Linked DNA regions of Sus scrofa: regions 1 and 2 are each linked to region 3. A link is a contact called in public HiChIP or PLAC-seq and promoter capture Hi-C data. All regions are on one chromosome and are shown on one strand. Each heading gives the region's core, a stretch centred on a gene start, on an enhancer-like site or on the middle of the called end of the contact. The rest is flanking DNA. Distances are from core to core; before and after follow the strand shown.

Region 1 (4,192 bases), core at 522-3,021, 650 kb after region 3:
GTGGCACCGTGGGGCCACCTCCCCTCATTTCCATGTCCCTTTCTGGAGGCTCCCAGAGCACAGGCGCTGACGGTCCTGAGAGGCCATGCTCGCCATTCAAACTAGAACTTTCTTCCAATGCAGAGAGGAGGCGACTGGCTTCTAGGAAACAGGTGTGATCAAGGAGCCCTAGTGCAGCCTTTCTTCCCATGTTAATTCCTGTAATTAACCAAACACTTTCAAAGTAAAGGAGTCACAGAAGTAAAGGGAACATAGGCAACCACAGTCCTGTTCCTTTTACTCCTCCCTCACTCGACGGGTCAAAGGCAGAGAGTGGGGCAGAGACTGCATGCATCAAGAGACACCAACATGAGTTCCCGTCCTGGCTCAGTGGAAACGAATCTGAATAGTATTCATGAGGAGGCAGGTTCGATCCCTGGTGTCGCTCAGTGGGCTAAGGATCCGGCGTTGCTGTGATCTGTGGTGTAGGTCACAGATGCGGCTCAGATCTGGCACTGCTATGGCTGTGATGTAGGCTGGCAGCTACAGTTTCGATTCCACCCCTAGCCTGGGAACCTCCATATGCCGCGGGTATGGCCCTAAAAAGAAAAAAAAAAAAAGAAGAAGAGACACGAACAGCTGAGTTTTGTGCAGTGTTCCACTGCCCTGTCGACAACGCAACACACACACATGTATGATTCATGAAATACAAATGATATGATTTCAGTGATTCTGGGCAGGAGTTAAATGCTCTCATTGTTTCATTTAAAACCAGCATTAGGGAGTTCACGTCATGGCTCAGTGGTAATGGACCCGACTGGTATCGGGTGGGATGATTGTGGGTTTGATGTGGGTTTGATTCCTCATCCCGCTCAGTGGGTTAAGGATTCAGTGTTGCTGTGAGCTGTGGTGTCGGTCACAGATGTAGCTTGGATCTGGCATTGCTGTGGCTGTGGTGCAGGCGGGCAGCTGCAGCTCTGATTCAACCTCTACCCTGGGAACTTCCATATGCTGCACGTATGGCCCTGAAAAAAAAAAAAAAAAAGACTGACATTGTGCAACAGAAAGATGAACTGCAAAATTCATGCTTGTGATTTAAAATGTCGGTGTTTCCCTATTTGGAACAACATTCAATAGCAAATTAAAAGCATCATAATAAGTCAGAAAAGAGACCTCAGAAAAAAGGAGCACGCTTTTAATTTTCATACCTTTTCCAACACTTTTCCTTGCATTTCAGATAAGGGACCCTGTGTTTTTGTTTTGCACGAGGCCTCACCAAGCAGGCAGCTGACCCTGACCAAGAGTCAGGTATATCTAAGCACAGGTCTTTGTCCCCCACATGACCTGGGAAAAACAGGCCTGCCACTGGGACTGCCGCTACCTTTCCTGCTGAAAGCAGAGCACAGGGCCCCTCCTCCTGGGGGTGGACAGCATTGGACTCCAAATGGAGAGAAACTTTAAAGATTCAGGAAGCTTCCATGTACCCAACTCTGGCAAACAATGTGATAGCCAAAGCAACAGCAGAGCAGCAGCTTTCTGGCACAGCCAGAGAAGGACACAGTGAGAAGGAGGGATCCACCTGGTGGCGGTGAAGGGAGAGTGAGCCTCTCACTTGCCTGATGGTCACCCGGCTTCAGGTCCTCTGGGTGCAGAAAGGGGCTGCCAGAGCTCAGGGCTGGACCGGCAGTTTCGCTCTGGGGACACAAGCCACCAGCAAAGCCTTTCCCTAACCTCCACTGTTAAAGGGAGCCTTTCTGCCCTCATAGCCCTTGGGAATCCGCTGCCTCCAGCTCTCACGCCTCAGCTGTCCTGCCCCTTCTGGACTCCACATCCCAGCACGATAAATCCAAGGCCCACATCCTAGACGCGAAGCAAGTTCTGAGAGACATTGGGGGATGGGGGAGGAGGGGTACGTGTGACCTCCCAGTGGAAGCAGGGGGGAGGCAGGAAACGCGGCTGAGTCTGCAGCCCCACTTTCCCATCACTGCCTGGCCCTGGACCACAGGGACCACGGAGGCACACGGCAATATGGGTCGGGATACAAGACAAGCAGCTGATTTTGCACATGGCACCATCACACAAGACATGAAAAGGGGATGGTGGGAGAGAGAACGCTTTCCAGGGATCAGAAGTACAATAGAGTACAAGTCAATGCAATACACAGAACCTAACTGATCCTGGATCAAAACGAAGTACACCGATCGGGGGAACCCACATATGCAGTATACCTTAGGCACTGCAGAGTCAATAGCAATATATTGTGGGTGAGCTTTAAAGAACGCGCCAGGGACAAAGGCCAGTTTTAGGAGGTTGCTCATGCCCTCATGGGGGGAGGTGATGGTAACGGGAAATGAAATGGATGGTATCTGCACCATGTGGTTTCTCTCATGAGAAACCTAAAACAGAAAAAAGGAGATCAAAGCAAAGGATGCTCTGTAAGGCACAGAAGGCTATGCTGAGATGATACGGGGTAACACATCAAGTTCAACTCAGCGCGGAAATAGTTAAAACGTTCAGAATGACGCCCACGTATTAAGAGCTTAATATGCACCAGGATTAGATCCACACCCCTTCCGTGTAATCCTTAATCTTTATAACCTGTCTGTGAGATGGGTGTGAACACCCCTGTCATGAAGCCGTAAACCGGGGCCCAGAGAGGTGGAGTCACGTACTCAAGGACACACAGCCCCAAGGTACCCCCCAGCTCTTCATTCTACTCTGTGTGTTGCAAACTAGAGGAAAGGTCAGGATATAAAGATGGACATTTAGAAGCTTGTTCTTAAATCACGAGAATGTATTTGATCCCTACTGTTTGATACAGTTCGAAGGCCCCAGGAGATGAGCCCCCCAGGGAGTGGTCTTGTTCTGGGAACCTATGTCAGACCCCAGGATCATCCCTGAGCTGACGGTCTTGTCTCCAAAAAACACACCTTAAGAGGCGGACTGAAAAGCTTTCCATGAGACATCGTTAAGAAGATCAATATCCAGTTACACTGCGCACTGACTCCTGCTTACGCTGACAGTATTGGAAAGATCATTTCTCAGCTGGATTTGGGAAACTCTCACCAGATTTTGCAAAGGCACATGGAGGAATTGGGGCAATATTTCTTCTTCTTTCACCAATGTTTTAAACATATTGAACCCCCCCCCCACGGGGGAAGGGTCAGGTGTCATTCAAGTGTGTGTGTGCATGCCCGTGTGTGTGTGCATGCCCGTGTGTGTGTGTGTGTGTGTGTGTCTATCTTCCACAGGGCATAGGGCATAGAGCTTAATACATACTAAATCCTCAATAAATATCTGTGGAGAAAGTGAGCTAAAATCTCTCTCATCTGATTACAAAGAAATATAAACAAACCTTTACTGCAGCAAATTTAAAATAAATCCTTAAGGCATCGGCTGGGGCCTCACCTTGTGCAGCAGAAAATCTGTGGCGGGGCCACAGCGGGAAGCGGGCAGGACAGGGAGAGGGAAAGGGGCCATCTCTCCATCAATAGGGACAAGGCAGGCCCTCGGCGGAACAGAGCACAGGAGGACGGCGAGGAAAGAACAGAGAGGGGGCTGGTGGCACGCCCGCTGCCGTGGGAGGGTTTCCGGGCTGTGTCAGGTACGCTGTTTCAGTGGGTCAGCAGCAGTTATCCATCGCCCTGTTCAAATCCCATCAGATCCCTGTCCCTGTTTATACGTCTGTCTCAAAAAGCTACGAAGCAGCGCTGCAGAAATCTGGGGCCTGTCAGCTAGCATGATTTATTCCTCTTCCGCAACAAGCCGGTTCCCTGGTCTGTTTTCACTGTTGTTGTTATTGCAAATGCTAGCGTCTTTCAAATTTTGAAAGAGAAAAAAAGAAAGACTTTCAAGGTGCACAGAGGGTGATAGTTCACCCCTAATATTTTATTTTATTTTTACTAAAATGCAGTTGATTTACAGTGTTGTATCAATTTCTGCTGTATAGTGACCCAGTCTCTCTCTCTCACACTCACACACACACACACACCCCTTTTTCTCATATTATCTTCCATCATGATCTATCCCAAGAGACTGGATATAGTTCCCTGTGCTGTACAGTAGGACCTCATTGTTTGTCCATTCGAAATGTCGTAGTTGGCATCTACTAACCCCAAACTCCCAGTCCGCCCCACTCCCTCCCCCCTCCCCCTTGGCAACCCCAAGTCTGCTCTCCCTGTCTGTGACTCTGTTTCTGATCTGTAGGTAGGTT
Region 2 (3,875 bases), core at 719-3,218, 680 kb after region 3:
CCTGTTGTGGCTCAGCAGGTTAAGAACCAGATGCAGTGTGTTAAGGACCTGATGCAGGTTCAATCCCTGGCCTGAGGATGCAGGTTCGATCCCAGGCCTTGCTCAGGGGGTTAAGGATCCTGCATTGCCACAAGCTGCAGCATAGGTCGCAGATGCAGCTCAAATCCAGTGTTGTCATGGCTGTGGCGCAGGCTCCAGCTGCGGTTCCAATTGCATCCCTGGCCCAGATTTATTTCTGTTGAAGCCGTGATGCTGTTCTGGGCTTGTAGAAGCCACAGGGAATGTAGAAGTTGACCGGCTCTACCTACGACAACGTTAGGAATAGATTCAGTGGCAGCTGCAGGCACGAGAGGGAGAAAACCAGACGACAGAGTAGGTGCTTGAGGACTGTGACATGCGGGGGACAGCCGCTTGCTCCCAGAAGGCGGGGTCCACAAGAAGGCACAGGTAAAGGAGACACCGAAGAAGCTCATCCTGTGATTCAGGATGGCGTGGGGGCGTGGCCTTCAATAGGAGCTACTTTAGAGACGGCAGCTGTGCCACGTCTCCACGTTTGGCAGTCTGGTCACTTGAAGATCGTCTTTCTTCGCAGAGAGGGGCTGAAGCCACGTGTGAAGTGGTTCCAGGGTAAGACTGATGCGAGTCCAAAGAAGCAGCCCCCGGAGAGAACAATTATTTGAATCCATTTTAAGAGATTTCCGCTTCCGGCAAGAAGAGCAGAAGTGTTGGGATAGAAGATGACCAAAGATAATACGAGACAAAGAACGTATATATATCCGTGACTGCGTCACTTGGCTGCACTGCAGAAATTGACAGACCATTGTAAATCAATGAACTTGAATAAATGTTTTTTTAAAAAAAAGAAAGGTAGAAATCGTTTAGAAGTCCTTTCATACTCTAAGCAACTGGAAAACTAGATAAACGTAGGACACGATTCTTTTCAGAAAACGGGGATGAGAAGGACGGGGACTGTGAGGACACCTGCGTGAGGTGCGCTCCGCCCCCGCCCAGGCTTCCCGGCTGGAGGTGAGTCGGACTTCCGAGCAGGAGGGGAAACAGCAGCCCTGCAGCTGCGCAGATGGAGGCGGAAGCAGAGGAGGACACGAGGGTCAGAACCTGTGGGACAGGTGACCCGGGAGGAGGGATCTACAGAGAAAGCGCTCTGCAAATCTGCGTGTTCCTCTTCAGTCCTTGGATGCTCGGCTGGGCCTGAGTCACAGAAAACCCCACAAGCCCAGACAGAATCCCCTGCGAGGAAAATCACCCTGGGCAGTCATGGAATACACTGGCTCAACACCTAACACATTCAGTCAAGAAGAGCCTCATCTTGGGGAAAAATGGGTTAAATTTGGCCTTTGCATGAAGGGTCCTCTGGATCTGGCCTGAAAGAGATTTACAAACAACCTAAAAACAAACAAAAACAATCGGCACATGATTTAACTCCCTTCTGGGAGAGACCCAACACTCTTTAAAAAGCACAACAAAATGCAGTTTTCAACATCCTAAAATTCAAAACGTCTGAGAGCTGATGGAAAAAAAAAATTATTAGATACAAGATGGAGAAAAATGTGATCCAGAACCAGGAAAAACATAGTCGATAGATACAGATCCAGAAAGGGCTGGGATGGTGAAATTAGAACGGGACTTTTCAGAAGCTAATTTAAATACAGCATACACACTAAAGGATGAAAAGGAAAAGATAAACAGGCAGAGGAGAAAAATGCAAGATACAAATATTCTGATGGTACCGAGGAAACAGGGGATGTCAAAAATTCTTGAAGAATTGATGGATTCGATTAGAAGACCCTCTCGCCCTGTTATATCCTTTCACTGTGATACGCAGGAATCAGTGCTTATGATTCAGAATGATCTGTACACATTGAGGCTTTTCCAACATGAGGAAAGCACAAAGTCATCCTCTTTGAAACCTGGACTGTCTAAAAACACATGCTCTTGCCAAGTATTACTAAACTCTCATGTTTAGTATTCTTCCCATGTTACAACACCTTGCAGAAGAATGGAACCTCTACTGTGTACCCACAACCGACTGACTTAGGGCGGCTGTATAACATTTTCAGGCATCACCAGCAAATTTCCAATGACGAATGCATGATAATCCCCACTTTATCTCTTAAGAAGGGTGTTTATATCACCAAGAGCTTGGGAAACGGATCACTTCAAAATAAAACATTTTGCTAACAACTTTCATGGTTCACTGGCAGAGAAAAGAAGCCTTATTAGCTTGGCACTCCAGATATGGCCTTGGCCATATGGTAAAAAACATACCAGATTTTGAAAAAGTCAATCAAACCATTCTGGTCTAGCTATTAGAATAAACAGCATGGTCCATAAAACCGGTTGTGTTATTTAAATCCGTCTGTTAGTCTCCCAAAAGACGAGAAGAGCGTTATTATCAGAGGTTGGACCTGGATTTCTCTTTTACCCCCAATAGTTTCGAACACAGATCATGACGGGTGGTTAGAAAGAACATAGTTTCTGCAGATAAAAATCAGGACACAGCTGACATATGGTCTAACAATGGGACAAAAAATTTTAAATACAGATGAGTTTAACGAGGCTCACGGAGGTTAAATAACTTGCCCAACATCCAAGCAAGGGGCAGAGCCAAGATCTGAATCTAAAACCACGTCAGCAGCCAATGTCCCTTGCTGTATTTGCTCAGACTTGCATTCTCTGCCGATCAAACCAAGCCTGTGAAGCAGGACAGGCAGGTGGAGACGTTCCCAGAGGTAAAGGAGAAGCCTAGAAAAGGGACATTGTCTACTCTACCTCAAAACGTCTTCTCAGAATCCTGAAGAGTGTTGAATTCAAGGAAGAGAATGACGGAAATGTACATACCCAAAGCAAGCCATGCGAACCCAGCGTACGAGACTGTTTAGTGAATGGAGAGGGTCTTTAAGAAACACTCCACAGTTCAGCAAGATGTATAGAGTAGCTCTGGGCAAACAAGGACTGACAATTTTTAAGGGTGGCTAACATCACCTGACATGTAAATGTTCTTTTAATTCTCCATAGATGTGTATATACCTATTGGGGGCTCATTAATTTTTTTCAGACATACTTCGATAATAGAAATCTGGGCCATGAGGAAAGTCAGCACGATGTTTTCTGGGAAATATTAAAAAGACAAGACAGTCTCCCATCCAGTGAAAATATTTACGCTTTTCAGCACATCGACACTGACCAAATGTTGAAGCACACAAATTTTTATTTCTTAACATGTAGCCGTTTTTGCTCAGCTTCAAAACCGGCACAGCTGGTGAATGTGAATCACAGGTAATTTATAAAAATGATCTCACATGGCTACAGGAGATGGGCATGGAGTATTCCATAATTAATCTGAAAAAAAATGAAAATACCTCTCTAGTCACCTTTTTGTTTTTGATATTTGTCCATTGCTAGAATCAGCTTGTCAGAGTCTCAATCTATGCTGGGGATCCTTCCATGGTTTAGATTAGTGACTTCCAAAAACACCTAGGACCTTCTATGCATTTAAAGAGAGGAGCGTGGAATTGGGGTTTTAAGAGGCTCCAATCAGATGCTCACCCTCTGCACAGGTTGTTTCCGGCTGAGATCAGTCACATGCAGTCTAAGGACAATTTAAGAAGAGGAAAGGCTCTTTTCTGCTCATGCATCATATTCATTAATATAAGGACCCCTCTCTCAGCCTCACTGTGTCCAAACAGCATCCTGTAGGGGGCAGCACCAAAGCCAAGCACAGTGTCACTACCTGGGGACACAGGTACGCTGCACATCAGAGGTCAAGTGCGAGTCTGCATCTAAACTACATCTAGTCAGTTGTGATGGAACATGATGGAGGATGATGGGAGAAAAAGAATGTGTGTGTATGTATA
Region 3 (3,712 bases), core at 13-2,512:
CCACAGGGTAGGAGGCAATGCGCCTTCCAGCTAGGGGGCAGTCGTCGCCTGACCCCGCCCAGCCTTCTGACTGAGAACCCAGGTGCTCCGGGTTTGGAAATTAGGGGTCCGGTGGCCGCGGTTTGTGTGCATCCCGGACCAGCGAGAACGGGGGCGGGAGTTGCTCTTGGCAGGACTCTCACGGCGCCCGCTCGGGCCACAGGCCATTGTCACGCCGGCCCTCCAGCTCCTGCCCACCCCCGCCTCCTAAGGCGGCGCGTCCTCACTGTGGGTTGGATGCCCCCCAGTTCCATCCCCGAGGACTTTCCGGGAACTGCTGCAGAAAGCCTCTGCGGATATGAATAGCAAGGACATCTCAGGGAACAAACAGGTTTTGGCCGCAGATCAGGCCCTTGAGAGGGGTAGATGCCCGCGGAGGAGTTCGCAGGGAAGGTGAAAAGGTCAGACACCTTCTGGAAACCGCGCTTCTGTGCACACCCCAAAGCAGAGCCCTATTCCTACCTGGCGCAAAGAGCTGGCAAAAAAAAAAAAAAAAAAAAAAAAAAAAGATTTAGGAATGTTGGCAAGGAGACCCTGGTCAAAGGTTTTGGCGGAAGAACTGGGGGCGGGAAGGGAGAGAGGCAGCCCAGGGCGCGCGGGCCCCAAGCTAGGGCTCGGCGGTGGCGGTCGCGGCTGGACGCCCGTGACGCGCGCTGGTTGGGGCGCAGGCGGGCCCTTGGCCGCGCGGAGCTGCACCCCGGGTTCGCCGCCTGCGCCCGGGGAAGTCCCCGCCTCCAAGTTGGAGACCAGCCCCCTGGGTGCTGCGAGTCGCCCTCCCTCTCGAGCGCCTTTTCGCCCTCACCGGTTTCCTCCTGCTCTGCTCTGAGACCCCCACGCCGGGTGGGAAGGTGGCTGAACTAGGCCGGGAGTCCAACGCCGGGGTGGAGCGGAAGGGGCAGTGGCGGGGCGAGAGGGGGCGCCAGTCGCGCCTTGCGCAGACCCGGGGGAGCCGGCGCCGCGGAGGGAAGCCCAGGCGCTTGGCGACCGCGGGCGCGCGACGCCTCCCCCCAGCCTTCCTCTCAGTTCCCGGAGCACCCCCGCCAGTCCCAGTGCCCGGCTGCTCGGGACGAGCGGCGTCATCAGATTTGGCGCGACCCCGGGCGACCTCAGCCCAAGGCTCGGAGGGAGAGGCGCCTCTCCGAACCTGGCGGGTCGACAGAGAAGAGGAAAGCCGGCGGCACAGCTCGGGGGCGTCCTGGAGTCACGGACGCCCACCCCCTTCCTAGTGGGAACTACGCGGCCACGCGCGCACCGGGGACCGGTTTTGACCCGTCGCTGCCTCCGCGGGGTGAGCGAGGGGGCATAGGCGAAGACTTGAGCTGTGTTGTTTTTAGAAAACTGCCGCCAATCTCTCTTCCCCTTTCCCTGCTGAGTGTGCATTTCCCAGCCTGTACCCACCAGGCTGACAAAGTCACCAGACCTTGCACTCAGGGAGGCACTACCCCCGCTCGGCAACCTCGCCCTCGCCGCCTTCCCGCGCCCTCCCGCCTTTCCCAGGGATAGGCTCCTCCCTCGGGCCCAGGCGCAGAAAACCCTTGTCTCTTTTCTTGCTCACTCGTTGAGCATTTTGCCAGCCTTTCTCCAACCAACTAACAAGACACGCAGTATGTACTCTGGGGGAAATATCGTATTTAAGTTATGCCTCTGATTTTTCTGGTCTTAGCTGATCTGAGGCTTTTCTCGACTCCGGAGTTTACACACGTAGTGCTGGGTAATGGGAGCCCTACCGCACTGATTGATAATTGCCTGCTAGTGGGTTGGTACGGAGCAAATTGTCCTTGCTAACAACCTCTTTCCTCTGCTGCTGGATCCCACTAAGTGCCGAAAAGGGTCAGTTTTAGATTTCTGCAGTTTCCCGGCAAGGGAGACAGACCGACCTATATGTGAGGGTAAGTTATAGACAGAGGAAGAATTTGGCAGTCTTCCTAGGTTGATTTGATTTTGGTCTCCTGAGCACATCACTCTTCCCACCATCACAAATCCCAGACCAGGTGGGACCCTGTTCCACTAAAGGGCAGATGGATCACCATACTTCCCAGATGCCAGGCAGAGGCCTCGGATGGGCGATGCCCTGCTCCGTGGACTCCCAGGAAGGGGTTATTACATGAAGAAAGCCTGAGCTGGGCTGGGACCTAGGCCCATCATTAAGAACAGACTGGGTGGTAAATGTATGGTTTCTTTCATCAAGCCCTCATCAATTTGTCAGAAATAAGGTGAGATCCACTGCTCCCAGAAGGCTGTTTGAGCCACTAACTTCCTCAAAGTATTTCAGGTTGGTGCATATGGAGATGCAGGTTGGTATTTCAGAACTATATCAAATCTTAGTCAAGTTTTTTTTTAAAGCATCAAATCCACATATTTCAGCATATTTTTAGTAGGAGCTAACCTACATCTGAAATGTAAAAAATGAAAGAAGTGAAACAGAAAAGATTAAAAATTGGAATTTAGGTTAATTTCCCATTATTCAAAAGATTTTGGTTAAAAATGGCACTTCTGTTAAATGACTCTATTGTTCAAGGGGTGTCTTGGACCTCATGTAGAGCTGTCTCCTTTATTTGGACTGGCAGAGGAAAGAAGAAAATGAACAAATAAACTTTTACTTTCTGATCCTTCATTTTGGGCCTTTTAAAAGGTACCTTGAAAATTCTTCAAATGTTGGAGAAAAGACAGTCATCTAAAAATTAAAACAAAGTTACAATGTAAACTTTCTGGAATGCAGAACATTTGTTTGATAACAAGATGTAGGAAGACAATGCTAAATTTTGACATATGTGAATAGATTCAAAAGATTTGTTGGTATTAGACATTAGGGCCAGAACTTGAAAAATATTATTTGTCTGAAAGAATAATCATAGATTATTCTGCGTTGTTGAATTATTTTTTCATTATAAAAATTAAAATAATAATAACCAGTAGAAACACTTATCAAAGCAATAACAACATCATTAGAACATATTCACCTTTCGAAAGGACTATTTTTAAGTAGGACAGTCAGTAAAGTATAATTTGAGCAATCAAATATGGAAAGACTATCTCAAAGTTTAGTCATAGGGAACTAAAATGCTAAAGAATTTTTTAACTCAGTAAAAAATTATTTAAAAACTACCAAAAAAAAATCCTACAGTTAAAAATTGTTGCTGGAGTGTTCCCGTTATGGCTCAGTGGGTTAAGAACCCAATGTAGTGTCTGTGAGAATGGAGGTTCGATCCCTGGCCTTGTTCAGTGGGTTAACGATCTGGTGTTGCTGCAAGCTGCAGCATTCGTTGAAGATGTGGCTCGGACCTGGTGTTGCTGTGGTGTGGCATAGGCCTGCAGCTGCAGCTCCTATTCAGCCCCCAGCCTGGGTGCTTCCTTTATACCACAGGTGTGGCCTTAAAATGAAAGGAAAAAAAAAAAAAAAAAGGAATTGTTGAATTTATCGTAACAGAACTTCATTTCACATTGTATTCTTATTTCATTATTCTGCCTCTTATATGGGAATGGGTTATGAGTGGAGCAAGGGAAGGAGTGAAGAGACTATTTAGGAAGTAACTAAAGCATGGACAAGGATCAGGCAGCGGAGATTGGAAAGGTTGTATTCCTGATTTATTTAAAGATATAATGATAGGACAGATGATGAGATGGATAGTCCAGTGAGGGAGAGGATCTTGTCAAGGATGACTCCTACGATCCT

What was found. Promoter capture Hi-C pulls out the DNA fragments that hold promoters and counts their contacts. HiChIP or PLAC-seq counts read pairs in DNA pulled down with a chosen protein or histone mark.
Region 1: an H3K27ac HiChIP or PLAC-seq map of skeletal muscle shows a contact between it and region 3, with 13 times the contacts expected there. The contact joins the enhancer-like site here to the promoter of NRP1 in region 3. A contact is called at or near these places in 3 of 5 promoter capture datasets (fetal liver, fetal skeletal muscle and liver), 15 of 47 Hi-C or Micro-C datasets (embryonic fibroblasts, epiblast stem cells, fetal heart ventricle and 9 more) and 2 of 2 datasets of contacts at active chromatin or transcription factors (alveolar macrophages and skeletal muscle).
Region 2: a promoter capture Hi-C map of liver shows a contact between it and region 3, with 7 times the contacts expected there. The contact joins the enhancer-like site here to the promoter of NRP1 in region 3. A contact is called at or near these places in 2 of 5 promoter capture datasets (fetal liver and liver), 4 of 47 Hi-C or Micro-C datasets (embryonic fibroblasts, heart right ventricle and liver) and 2 of 2 datasets of contacts at active chromatin or transcription factors (alveolar macrophages and skeletal muscle).

Annotation. Positions count from the first base shown.
Region 1 is chr10:57,083,245-57,087,436 of Sscrofa11.1, forward strand. The region is part of intron 23 of PARD3 (partitioning defective 3 homolog); the gene reads right to left. Among named protein-coding and RNA genes, the nearest start is that of PARD3, 520 kb to the right of the region's middle. Within about 2 kb of position 1,772, at least 9 of the 83 cell types and tissues checked have an H3K27ac peak or open chromatin away from gene starts, as enhancers often do. A contact at or near this core is called in fetal liver, liver, retroperitoneal adipose tissue and 1 more, where this site is marked.
Region 2 is chr10:57,107,868-57,111,742 of Sscrofa11.1, forward strand. All of the region lies in intron 23 of PARD3 (partitioning defective 3 homolog), which reads right to left. Among named protein-coding and RNA genes, the nearest start is that of PARD3, 490 kb to the right of the region's middle. Within about 2 kb of position 1,969, at least 3 of the 83 cell types and tissues checked have an H3K27ac peak or open chromatin away from gene starts, as enhancers often do. A contact at or near this core is called in liver, where this site is marked.
Region 3 is chr10:56,429,570-56,433,281 of Sscrofa11.1, forward strand. It overlaps NRP1 (neuropilin-1), which reads right to left and starts at 1,263. Exons shown (of 18, transcript XM_021064971.1): 1 at 842-1,263.